2 separate regions of the Mus musculus genome follow, and region 1 is linked to region 2. The links are chromatin contacts, called in public Hi-C maps. All regions are on one chromosome and are shown on one strand. The core of a region is the stretch at or near the end of the contact, and the rest is flanking DNA. Distances in the headings are between cores, read along the strand shown. Region 1 has its middle 87 kb from the start of 6820426E19Rik. Region 2 has its middle 180 kb from the start of Gm36873.

The links. A called contact is a pair of places that touch in the nucleus more often than the background predicts.
Region 1: a Hi-C map of uterus shows a contact between it and region 2, with 6 times the contacts expected there. The contact joins two enhancer-like sites. A contact is called at or near these places in 5 of 484 Hi-C or Micro-C datasets (cerebellar granule neurons, nephron progenitors and uterus).

Annotation. Positions count from the first base shown.
Region 1 is chr6:117,404,713-117,411,010 of GRCm38.p6, forward strand. No RefSeq gene overlaps it. Among named protein-coding and RNA genes, the nearest start is that of 6820426E19Rik, 87 kb to the right of the region's middle. Within about 2 kb of position 2,894, at least 28 of the 459 cell types and tissues checked have an H3K27ac peak or open chromatin away from gene starts, as enhancers often do. A contact at or near this core is called in uterus, where this site is marked.
Region 2 is chr6:116,966,907-116,973,354 of GRCm38.p6, forward strand. No RefSeq gene overlaps it. Among named protein-coding and RNA genes, the nearest start is that of Gm36873, 180 kb to the left of the region's middle. Within about 2 kb of position 2,950, at least 8 of the 459 cell types and tissues checked have an H3K27ac peak or open chromatin away from gene starts, as enhancers often do. A contact at or near this core is called in uterus, where this site is marked.

The sequences.
Region 1 (6,298 bases), core at 1,644-4,143, 440 kb after region 2:
GCAGGTGCTAGCAGGGTATAGCTCAATGTGTGACCAAGGATTCCTATGAGCCAGCAGGATTTTCAAACTGGGGAACCAGCATGAGGTCAAAATAACCCAGGGTCCATTCCAGAAGGTCAACTGCATGTCCTCGTTTGCCCTACACAGGACCAGTTTAGGTACGTGCTAGCACAATCATGTTCAAAACTGCGGCCTTTTTGGTTTGGAAGAGATTGTGCCTGCCCAGAGGCAAATGCAGGTTTGTCTGGCCCCCTGTCTCAGGTACCTTAGGACATCGTTGGTCCTCATGGTGATAGTTATGGCAAGTCTGTGTGGACAAAGCAAGGGCTACAGGTCTACAAGGTGTATGGCCCCTGTTGAATGAAAATTGCTGGGAATTTTTATCTTGATATTCAAAGGGTAGACAAAGAGACGTATTTGTTTTTTTCTATGGATCTTACTTGGCACCCATCGTGGGTACCCTGGCTGAGACCTTGCCCCCAGAACCACTCAAGGTCTTCGACTTTTCTGTTTATTTGTCTTTTTAAGGTTGGAATGCCCCCAGAAGAATGGCCTGACTTTTCTCATTCTTGTGAGTTTTTTTTCCCTCTGTGTTTCTTCTTCCATGTGGCCCAGCCACGTTGGCACAGTGACACAGTAGGGTTACCCTGTGGGACCTGCTCTGGACAAAGCCCAAGCAGCTAGAAACTGTGCGCAATCATGGCTTTCCCATGGCTCAGGTAAGTGCCCATATCCTGAATACCCTTTTCCTTCTTTTGTTGTTGGGGAAAAAAAAAGCCCTTAACAAAATAATAGCAAATAAAGTTCAGCAACATATGGTAAAAGAAAATATACCAAGTGAGTTATCCCAGGGAAACAGGGCTAGCCCGGCACTGAAAAATCAATCCATTTAATCCACCGTACTAAATGCAAGGGGAAAAGCCACATCCATTGAGTTAATGGATACAAAAGAAGCATTTTAAAAAAAATCAATTTTGTCTGTGAAGTAGTGTAATAATGGTACCTGTGTATAGTGTTCTTGTATGACTGTAAATAGTTAACAGTGTGGTAACAGTACCCGTGTGTAGGCTTCTGATATGACTGTAAATAATTAACAAAATACTGCAGAACACTGCTGTACTGGTCAACTCTTATTGGTATAATGAAATACCCAAAGCAGGCTAACTTTATAAAGAAAAGATGTTTATTGGGCTTGTAGGCTCAAGTGCACAGTGTTGGCCTTCTGATTCCCCAATCAGTGCACAGATGGCGTCACATAACCAGACACAGAGAACATATGTGCCTCTTTCCCTCCTCTTAGAAAGCCATCAGGGTACAAAAACTGTGGGCTCTCTCCTAACGAACTCGTCTAATCTAATCATTTCCCAGCGGCCCTACCACTAATCTCATAGCTGGATTATATTTCTAACCTCAAGGCCATTAACATAAGACTTTGGAGATTACATTCCTGCACAAGCCAGAAGGAACATACCCTATCCAAACCGCAGCGAGTGCACTGCCACGTGAGAGGCCAAGTATCAGTGCTATTGTGGGCTGGAACTCCGATTATTTCATGACAGACGACCTAGGGACTGAAGTCTTCTCCCTGGGTCTGCTCCTAGGAAAGCCAGCCTGGCATGGTGACAGTGTGCATACGATCTCCATGCAGAGGACGTAGAGATGGGAGGAGCCCTGAAACTGGCTGGCTCCAAGCCTAAGCCTCATGGGTGAGCCCCAGGTCAGAGTGAGAGACCTTGTCTCAAAATACAAGACTGACAGACCCTGAGGAGGAAAGACATCCAAGGTGGTCCTATGGCGTCCACGTATGGGCATGCACATGCATTGCATCACATGTGCACCTATCTATACATGTGAATGCAGACACCTGCACACACACACACACACACACACACACACACACTTCCTTACTCATACACGCTAGTGGCACCAATAAAATGAAGTGGTCACAGTGAAGGTGCTGGGAGATGTAATTGAACTCTCATATGCAAATTTACCTTCTATGGAGATTTTGCACTTCGACACTGTAGATAATCATAGGAGGCCATCGCTGTGTCAATCAACAACTTCTCTTGAGGTCGAGCTGGGGTGTGCTCACCTTCCTTCCCTCTGTGGTTGTGGCCTCGATCATAATCTAAAGTGACATTTCCAGGCTTCTGCTCCACTGATTCCCACCAACTGTGGTTGCCTGCTTCTCTCAACCGCCTTCAACTTCTTCCTCTAAGGCTTCGCCTCTCCTTCCTACCCGCCTATCACATAGCCTTTTCCACATTAAAATTCCGCCCAACTCCGGGCAATTAGGGTAACTCGGCAGAGCCTTTGGAATCCTCTGTTTAAAAAGGCCACACTTCATGTTCCTTCCACATCCATTTAAGTGGAACCTACAGAGGCCAGCACAGGGCCAATCACTGAAGAAAACTACCTTTTGTTATTTTATGTAAGGAAGAAATTTAAAAATTCAGCTTGCAAAAAGAGCGACCCAAACCCCTACTTTCTTCCCTTAAACCTCTCTCCATGTTTATTGCCCACCATAAATTTCTTTAAAAAGGCAACCGATGCAGTAAAACCGTCACAACAAAGCTGAAACAAGTACGCAAGCCCAGGCAGAGGCCAGATTTATGGTCAGAAATATGGAGTGTGTCTCAGCGGGGGCAGGTCATGAAATAGTATGAGCTAATATTGGGGGTGTGAAAACAGGCATTGTTGTTTGGTTAACGAAAGTCACACAATTAAGCAATTCTCAAAAATCAATTAGCCATATGCTGTAAGTAGGATGACATGTTTTTATAACTTCTCCCTGGATGTTTTATTGCCAGAGGATGCTCATGTGGGCATTGGAACAAGAAAATAAAACACCAGCCGGAGAGTCAAAGTGCAGAACTCCAGCCATGATTAATTAAGAGTCCGATCTGGAAAGCCCGGGGTCGCTGAGCAGGCAGCAGGCCTTGGAAGACTGCTCTCCCGGTGCCCACATTCTGTTGCAAAAGTCTCCCCCGCTCCCGCCCTCGCCCCCATTTCTCTTTGTTTTCTCTGTTCTTTTTAATTTAGCACAGATACAGCTGTGAAAACTGCATATTCCATTTGAACTCCATATTGATGCTTCTAGCCGGAAGGTTCCAAGGAGACGTCATTTTAAAAGCTTTTCATGGAAAGTGAGAGGCACATTTCTCAGGGTGAATTCCTGGTGGTGGACTAGTGTTAAGGAATGCTTTTGTCTTTCTGCAATTCAGAGAAGCAGCAGACCTGTCCTCTCTAGTTTTTGAGCTGGCAAAGAAATAGTCATGGGGAGGGTTGTCAAATGGTACTAGAGAACGCGAAGCAGGCGCCATGTTTTGAACAGCTGCAAATTCTCCTGCTTCCTGTATTCACCAGCGAAAGGTAGGATTTCTTTTCCTACACTGTGGATCTTGGCTGGCCTAACACTTAAATCAACAATGCGGGGTACACTTGGCAGGTGCCTAACTCTGTACCAGACCCTCTGCTCTCCACTGAAGGTTCCACTTTCATTTCTGGAGTCCTGCAACCACTGTGTAGACAAGGCTAGGTCACCTGCTGGGTTACAGGAAGCCTGTGGCCCACTCTTCCCTGTTTATGCCTCTGCCAAAATGAAAACAATCTCCAGACAAGTTAAAAGGGCCACCCAGACTGGAGGAACCCCCCTCTCAGCTCATCACAGACACAAGCCAGTCCAGCCTCCATCCACGCAGCCTGAACATCCATTGAACAACAGGCTTGTCCAGCTGCCCACAGACAGCGAGCAAACACCCACAGTGTTTTATCAGCTAGGAAGCTACCAGGTAAAGGAGACGGTAGAACAAGCAGCCCAGAAGATTACAGCAAGCTTCAAATGATCTTGCCCAGCCAGACCTGAACTGCATTGCACACCGCGTGTGAAAGCATAGTGGTCTACCTCATTTTCACATTTAAAAATATCGGGGTGACTCTGCGCTGAGTAGGCCTGCAGAAGGTTGTTGGCCCTTGCCCTTGCTCTGTTGCCAGCTGTGTGACTTGACATCTCTGAGCCTCAGGTTCTCCTTCCAAAATTCAGCTTAATAACTGAATGCTGGGTTTCTCAAGGTAGGCTTCCTGGACCCATGACGGCAGCCTCTCTTGTCAGCCTCTGACCTCCAACTTGTTCCTTCTGATCTGGAAACATGGAGTCTCTAAGATTCCTGTGCTCTGTCAAGCCTTTGGGTGATTACAACTTTCTGGTTCAAGTTTGAGAGCCTGCATTGCTGTGAGCATGCAAAGCACCCAGTACAGGCCAGCCCCTAGTGAATCCCGGGTCTTGATCTCTCCCCTTCGCTGGATGTGCTTCAGTAAAGTGCATACGTGCACATAGGTGTTTGGGTAGTTAATATAAAATGATAGTGAAATATATGTACATGACAGAGATGTATGGCTTCAAAGCAGGCATACTGCCACCTAGCTGGTTGGCGATGAGCCCATTTCTGAATTACACGGAATGAATGACAGATAAAAGTCGCTTTCTGGCTTCTGAAAACAAACAGACCATCTGACTCATCACCAAACCAGCAGGGTCTTCCCTTGAGAGGAGCTGCAGAGTGGCTTGCTGACCTGGCTCAGGCCTGAGCTGGAGAGCTTCTGTCGGGGACTCTCTGATGCCACTTGGCCCGAGGGGCTGCACCCATGGAGTCTGTAAGTCAGCTGTGCCCCCTTTGATATCCACCCAGTTTGACTGCCTAGGGTTTGAGGAACTGGGATATGGAGGGAAAGGCAAGTCAGAGCTCTCTGCATCTGTGCAGGGGAAAAGTACCTGAGCTCTATAAACTGTTGGCCCCAGTTACCCTGCTCACTTCTGTAAGTCAATGACTGCTCGTGATAGCACTGTGTTGGTGGCTGGTTCTGCAAGTGTGACTGATGTGAATCACGTGCCAAACATGCTGCCTGGCACTGGGCACATACTGCACTCAGAACTACCATGCAATATGCTCTGAGTTCTTTGGTACAGACTTTAAATAAGCAGGAGCATGGTGAGCTGAGCCAGCTCTGAGGAATATATATCACGATAGCCTCTCAAGCCACAGAGGCACATGGGTAGGGGAGGGCTGGAGGAGGAGGAGAGGTGGATGAGGTTTAGCCAGCCCTGCAATGGGTCTCACCTCTATCCGTGCATTTCTATTATTGAGAGGATACCTGAAAGAAGACAGGTGCCTGTCAGTCATCGGAAGCAGCTATAGTTCCCTAGGAAGAGGCGCAAACATTCAGACATTAAGCAGTGTTCCTCTGAAGTCTTTGCTTCGGTTCCTGCCTCCAGGTTCATGCCTTTGTTTCCTTTGATGATGGACTGTAACCTGGAAGCCATGCAAACACTTTCCTCCCACAAGCTGCTTTGGATCCGTGTGTTATCACAACAGAAAGCAAACTGGGGAAGAAATTAGATCCAGGAGTAAGGTATTAGTGCTCTGATAGACCTGGCCATGCTGGTTTTCTGGGTGTGGATTGTGACAGTTTTGGGAACATCAAACTGGACAAGCTTCTGAGTGCTCAGAGATTAATGATCTGTTCTGTGGGAGCTTGGAAGTTAAGAATGTGGAGAGAAGCGCAGATGATAGAGGCCTGCCTTACACAGTTTCAGAGGGATGTTTGAGAGTCCCTCGATGACTCTATGGGGGCCATTTATGTGATATATTTGAATTAAAATCTTTGGAATTACAGTCTGTGCTTTACAGGGGCACTGGATAGTGATTCACTGGGTCTAAAAAGCCAGCTTGGATTGAAAACAATGCATTGCGGTGGAATCTTCTGGAAAATACTCCTTCAGTGTCAGCACATAGAAGCTGTCTTCCTTGTATAAGTTCCTGTGCACTTCCACAGAGTGCATCAAGGTTGCATCTTAAGCTATGAGCTAAACTTGGTAACGTCTATAAGTTGTCCATCTGATACTGGCTTCGGTAACATAAAAGCTGCAGAATTAAAGGGGTCATGGGGAGAATCTGAGGCTTGGCACCACGAGGAAGATCAGAGTCCCCAAAGAAAGTTGTATTGGAGACCCAAGATATTGGATATATCAATCGGCACTGTGAGGAGACCACCAAAAACAGTGGCAAGAATGGAGCAGACCATGTGCATGTTTATGAACTATTTTCTTGAATGTTAATTGATGTTGAAAGTCCCAGCCAACTGTGGCTGGTACCATCCTAGGTAGGTGTGCCTGGGCTGTATAAAGAAGGCAGTCTAGGAGGCACTCTGCATTTGCTGTGCATGGCAAAGCTAGAGAGGTGGTGAAACCCAAGCCCTTTGGAGCCAAGAAGATCATGATTAAGTCCCAGATGTCAGA
Region 2 (6,448 bases), core at 1,700-4,199:
CATTATCAAATCAATATGTTTCAAAATATTAGAGACAATAAGTAGGAGACAAGACCTAGCATGAGTATACCATCTGGCTTACTGAATAGACTAGTGCATCAGCATTCATTTCTAGGTTACAATATGCAAATAACATATTGATAAATACCACACAGTTTCCCCACCCTCTTAGTGACACTGACCCATAAGATGATTGGTCTACATCAGGCTTCATTTCAATTAGGGAATAAATGGGTGGAAGGGTGGCTGCTGAGCACACTGGGTGGGGGAAGCATTCTCTATTCGCCACTTTATTCATCAATTACTGCTGCTTCCATCTAGGTTTTGAGAAGTTAGTCTGAAGGAGGATTTCCTGCAGAGCTTGTTAAGACACACTTACAAGATGCACTGTAGCACTGTAGCACTGCACATAGGAGGGGCTCAGAGAATGCCAACTGCTATTCTGGTGCTGATAGCTTGCTTTGTATCAACACCAGTGCCTTGCCTGAGTTTCCCATAAAAGACAAAAAATTAATCAAGTGAAAAAAATCACCCAATAAACTTTTCAGATTGCAGGCAGTTGGTTGTGTGTAAAGAACCCATCTTGGTATTTTGGGATTTGGACATAGAACCTTAGGCTGTCTTTAAACAGCTGCATCCTGCCCACTTAGTAATTCTTTAGAAAAAAAAATACCAAGAATTACTGGATGCCATAAAACTGATTGTGTATTGAACTAATTTGAACATTGGCTCACTTGTTCACATCTGCAGAGCTAGTGTTCTGTTAGGTGACCAAACTGTTTATCACACAAACCCCAGCCACACCCTGTCACTAGCCCATGATTTTATATGTGAGATGGATCTGACACTGAATCTGAGACATGCTCTCAGAACAGGACCTCTGCCCTAGATTCCTTGAATGGTGCAGAGAGAGTCAGATGTTAGACTCCCATCTCCGTTTCATTATCTGTCTAATGAAGGGGACCAAGTACATCTTTGTGCTGTCTGTGTTTAATAAATATGGAGAACATTTACTACATCATGGGAATGGAGTCCACAAAGTCTTAATGAAAATAAAGTGCATAACAGGAAAAGAAGGTGCAATATATTTTGGGCTCTCGTGTGGTCATGAGGATAGATCCTTCCCGAGAGAGCATAACAGAGGACCATTTTAGTTGCAGATGTGGAATGAATGTAGCTTCTAGCTACATATTTTCTCTGGCTTTGACCATGTGAAACACAGATGTTTAACAAATCATCTTTCTATTAAGGCTGTGATAACCCAGCATAGTTTGAAAATGGTCCCATGTTTTCAATTAGATTGTTTCCAGTGTAGAATGTTGTGGACAGAACTGGCTTTAGAAGGTGGTTTCTAACTTATTTTCCCAGAGTACCCAATCCAGTAGCCTCTTGAAACCAGGAGGCAGTAGAACGCTCACTGCGTGTGAGAGTCTCCTCACACAGGACAAATGAGGAGATGTGGTATGGATGATTCCAGGAAAGCAGAGCATCCAGGGGCAAGTTCAAAGGAACCTGCCAAAGCTGTGTCCTCCAGGTCCAGTTACAAAGCGCCTGCGTTAGCTCAGCTACCTCTATGGTCCACAGGAGTATGGGGGACTGCAGAGAAAATGAGTTTTCCAGGAATTAGCTGGCAGTGTCTCTATCTCTGAGGAAACTGCTGCTCTTACATGAAGCACAGTCACAGAATGAGCTCAGTTACAGGTTGTTTGATTGCAACTGACTTGAGGCCCTCACCACCGCTTCCTGAGCACCTCCCCGCTGGGTCCTTAGTGCATGGTCTGAAGTTACTCCCTCTATATGAGCGCTGCCTCCATTACTCTCAACAGACAAGCATAGATTCGGCTGAAGCCATTAGAAGAGACCACAGGAATGGAATCTTGTATACATCACTATTCCAGTAATATAATAATCCAAAATCTGTATTTGAAATTACTCAGTTTCTGATACCTATATCTAGGCCACAAAAATATTCTAATCAAAAAAGGATACAGGTTGTACATCCCTTATTAAAATGCTTGGAACAGAACTTTTTCAGATTTCAGAGAATTGAAATTTTTTTAATATTTGCAAAATTTTCCCAAGAAAAATGTTAATATGAACATCTGAAATGTTCCAGAAATCCTAAACCATTTGGGAATCATGACAGTCTTCACAGGAATTCAGAATTCTGAACATTTGAGATTTTATACTATCATACCAGATAATGCCTAATGCGTACAGTTATTTCCGTATTGCGTTTGCAGGCTGATCCCCAGTCCGAGCAGAAGGACAACGACCCACCTGCTGGTGCAGTCTCATTTGCTTGGATTTTCCACAACTGCCTGCAAGAACCTAAGATGTGCTCACCCAAGGATATACACATGCCCACACTTGCCTCTGACTCAAAGGAAAGTAAATATCTCACGCCATTATAGACCTTTAAAAAAAAAAAAAAAAAAAAAAAAGAATCCCCAATGTGGCTTGGGCTTCACTCTGAGCTTTTCTGTCAAAGCATCTGCGTCCAGGTTAAAGATGATTTGGGTTTTACCCCAAAGCTGAGCCTTTCCCAAGCACTGGGAAAAATTCCCACAGGAGCCTTGAGGAAGCAGGAAACAAGTTGAGTGTCTCGAAGGCATTTCTAGGGTCTTTCCATTAACATCTCCGAAGCCTTACTGCTGGTTTCTCACACTCGCATACCCTCAGGAGTAAACTGATGTTCAAAATAGAACCAAACGTTTGCTCAGCATCCTCTAGTCATTGGCCAGAGCAAGTTATTTTGATTCCACATCGAGTGGGGCTGTACCCCTGCTTTGCTGCATTATGTGCCTTACATACTGAGCCCAGTCGCTCATGTGATCTCTTCATCAGTGGAAGGTCATGACCCCACAATGTTGAGGCTAGTGGCTGTGACATCATCTTCTCCAGATCACTCATTTTCTAGAGGGCTCTGCAGTCCGAAGAGCTCCCATGGACTGGGAAAGTTCACAGAGCAAATGAGTCATAGAGCAGACTGCAGCCGAGGGACACAGAGCTCAGGTCTCTGAGTCTTTAGACGTCTCTACTCCCGCAATCTTCTTCACCTTTATTCTGCAGGGGAAGAAAAATGCAATGGAATTAGCATTGCCAAAAGTCTATTCCTCTAGGGGAGCTTTTGTTTCTACAAAGTGATAAGCATATCAGTTTGCAACAGGCATCTGACATTTAGAGGTCTTAAATATCCAGTGAGCTTATTAAAGAGAACACTCAGTTTTGGTGGAGTTTTTTTCCCTAATAAAAGTTTATCTTACAAACAGGAAATTAAAAATTTCTGACTAATTCAGCCACCCAAGCCCTGACAGACTCATAAGATGATGTGAGGGTGTGAGGGCTTCAGGGGTAGAGTACAGAGATTTTCCCAGATTGGAAGATGCAGCTGGTGATGTTAGTTAGACACATGTTAAAAACCATACCGCGTCCCACACGTGAATAGTGTGGATCTCTTCCCCTCTTCGTGTGCAAAGTTAGACATTCCTTGGGACTTACTTAAAAACAAACAAGCAAATAGGGCTGAAGATGAGCTGGCAGAACTTAAACTCCTGCTTTATAAGTATCCGACAAGCTATTTAAAAGGAAACAATGATATGCATGCCAAGCATCGTCTTACCCATGAGCCTGTGCGGTAATACCTTCCCAAGCTCATGCCAGTGAAGTTCACATGGAGACAGTGTAGACAGCCAACAAGTGACCATCCCTCTCTTTATTCAAGAAGCCCTGATGCACACGTGTGCCTAGCCTCTTTTTCTGCACTCTGTTCCCGCACACCCTCCTGCGCATTGCAAACCAGACATGGACAATTCCACGTCACTAGAAATCTTTTTAACCTTTGTTCTTTTTTTCTAGAGATCCTGCCAAGGACAGAGATGTGAACACCGGAGAAGACTGAATAATTGAGCAAATGGCGGGGCTCTAAGACAGCTATGGTGACTTCAGATCCACTCGCCTAGATCTGGATCTGCAGAACCACTCCTTCACTAAGTCCACTTCCTTCTAGAACCCTGGTCTTCTGCTTCTCTCAGGGAAGGTCTCAGGTATTGGCTGGATTTAGTACCACAGAGAATTCTCCTGCCTCGGCACCACCACTCAGTGGGCAGCAGTTTGGCAAACAGAGATACGCTCTTAAGGAAAGTACATTTAAATCACGTGGCCTCTTCTATCCCATCTCCTCACCATTCAGAGGAATGTGGATCACAAGTTTTTATCCTGTCTCATCCTCTGGTCTATGACTTGGCCTCTCTGAACTCTGACACGACCATCTTGTGTCTATAGTCAAAAGGTTCGGATGTCTGAGTCGGAGCATGGTAGGGGATTCTGTTTTCTTCTTAGTCAGAGAGAAGGCACATCTCACCATCTGGGAAGAACCTGGATGATCTTTTTGGTACCCACTAAACAGATTCTCTCTGACAAAGGGCCGAACAACCTGTCTTTGAAAACAGTCACAGATTCCTTACTTAACCCAATAAACACTCCATTACATGTCCCTACTGCTAAGCAAGGGTGTGTGTGTGTGTGTGTGTGTGTGTGTGTGCGCGCATTTAAATATCTCTTTTGTATTGAGCAAACCCTCTTCTCAAGAAGATGTGCTCACTGACCTTAGTTTCTGTCTTAGTTTTCAAATATGTTGGTGACGTTGGAGTGTGACATGAGTTTCAGCAGGGATCAGCATTCTCACCTGGTCAATGGAGAAGGTGGGAGCAGCAATTCCTTCACTCCTAAGTTTTCTTGTGTTCTGATTGCTTTATGTTTTAACTTTTAAAATTGGTTCTTTGGGAATCTTACAATGTATTTTGATAATATCCACCCCCTCCTCCAGCTCCTTCTAGATAGATGCACTTCCCATCCTTACGCAGACAACTGTGTGGCCCATTTTATTTTCATGCCATCAAGTACAATTTGTGCTGCACACCTATTCTTGGATATGTGACTGCTCACTGGAACTTTGACTTACAGGGCCACACTCCCATGACATTTATTGCAGCAGTACCATGCCCTGCCAGGATGCTCATCACTGTAGCTCTCGGAATTCACAGCTAGTTAAGACTGATGATTGCGTTTCTCCTCTAGGAGTGTGCACAGCATCTTTCACCACTACCAAAACCAGACGGGAGAGCAAAAGCTTCTATGCCAGCTTGATAGCTCAAGCTCCTGGGATCATGTATACTGTTTCTTCAGCAGTAATGTCTTATTTACCATCAAGTTCCAGTAGCCTACAAGGTTTGAGAGCCTGTAGGATCCCACTGGCCAATGACTTTAAAAGAGGTAACTTATTTCTGACACTGGTCTTTTTTTATTAATTATCATGTGGTGTTTATCATGTGGGGACATCATTATCCTGTTGGATGGTGACTCCTATATATGCTTCCTATGACATTTTCCAAAAGGCCTTTATTGTTATCTAACCCTCTTCTGTTTTGTCTTTCCATCTCCCACCCTGATTTAACTTATATTTTTCCATTATTTCCTTTTAACCTTTTATAGCCGAGCATTGTATCTTGCCTCCCCTGCTATTTCTTGACCTCTATGTATATTTCAAAAGAATCACACACATCTGAAGATTCAAAGATGACATCCACAAGGAGAAAATATTGAGCATTTGTCCTTCTGGGTCTGGGTTTCTTCACTCAGAATAATTGTTTTTCATTTTTATTCAGTTACCTGTGAGTTTCTTCTTTCTTTTTGTCTTTGTTTTTGAGACAGTTCTTTAGTGTGAATTAATTAGTACCATTCTTAGTTTAATTATTGTATTGACTACTACAATTCAGGTTTGTTTGTTTGTTTGTTTTTGTTTTTTAAATGGCTATGGTCTTTTAATCCTCACCCTGGCTGGTCTGGAACTCACTGTATAGTGAAGGACATTTATTTATTTGTTTGTTTGTTTACTTATACAGAGTCTTACTATGTAACCTGGCTGACCTGGGATGCATGGTGTAGACCAGGTTGGCCTAGAATACACAGAGATTTGTTTGTCTCTGCCCCTGAGTCCCATCATGTCCAGCTTTGGTTTTCTTAATGACAGAATAATATTTCATTGACTACAAACATTTTTACAATACATTCTGTATCTCTTGCAATTTGTTTTTTTTTAATGTCTTAAATGTATTAATCTCAACTTACCCATGTCTAATGTAGGTAGAAAGCAGCTGTGTTCTTTATTTTTCCCAGGAAAACACTTAATCAGTAGTATCTATCCCCCATCTGTGTTGTGTATAGATTTCTCTGACTGTAGACATTCTGACATGGTGGGATGCTTGTTAAGATTCAGGAAGTCAACAACTCATAAAACTCAGAAAATTCTTGAAACTTAACAGGTTCACAGGGCTTCTTCATTTTCAAGGTTATATAAATAGTAAGGAGTACTGATGGAAGGGTGTTCCCATTTTCTTTTTTAACTTTTTATTGATTCTTTGTGAATTTTACAACATGTACCCCAACC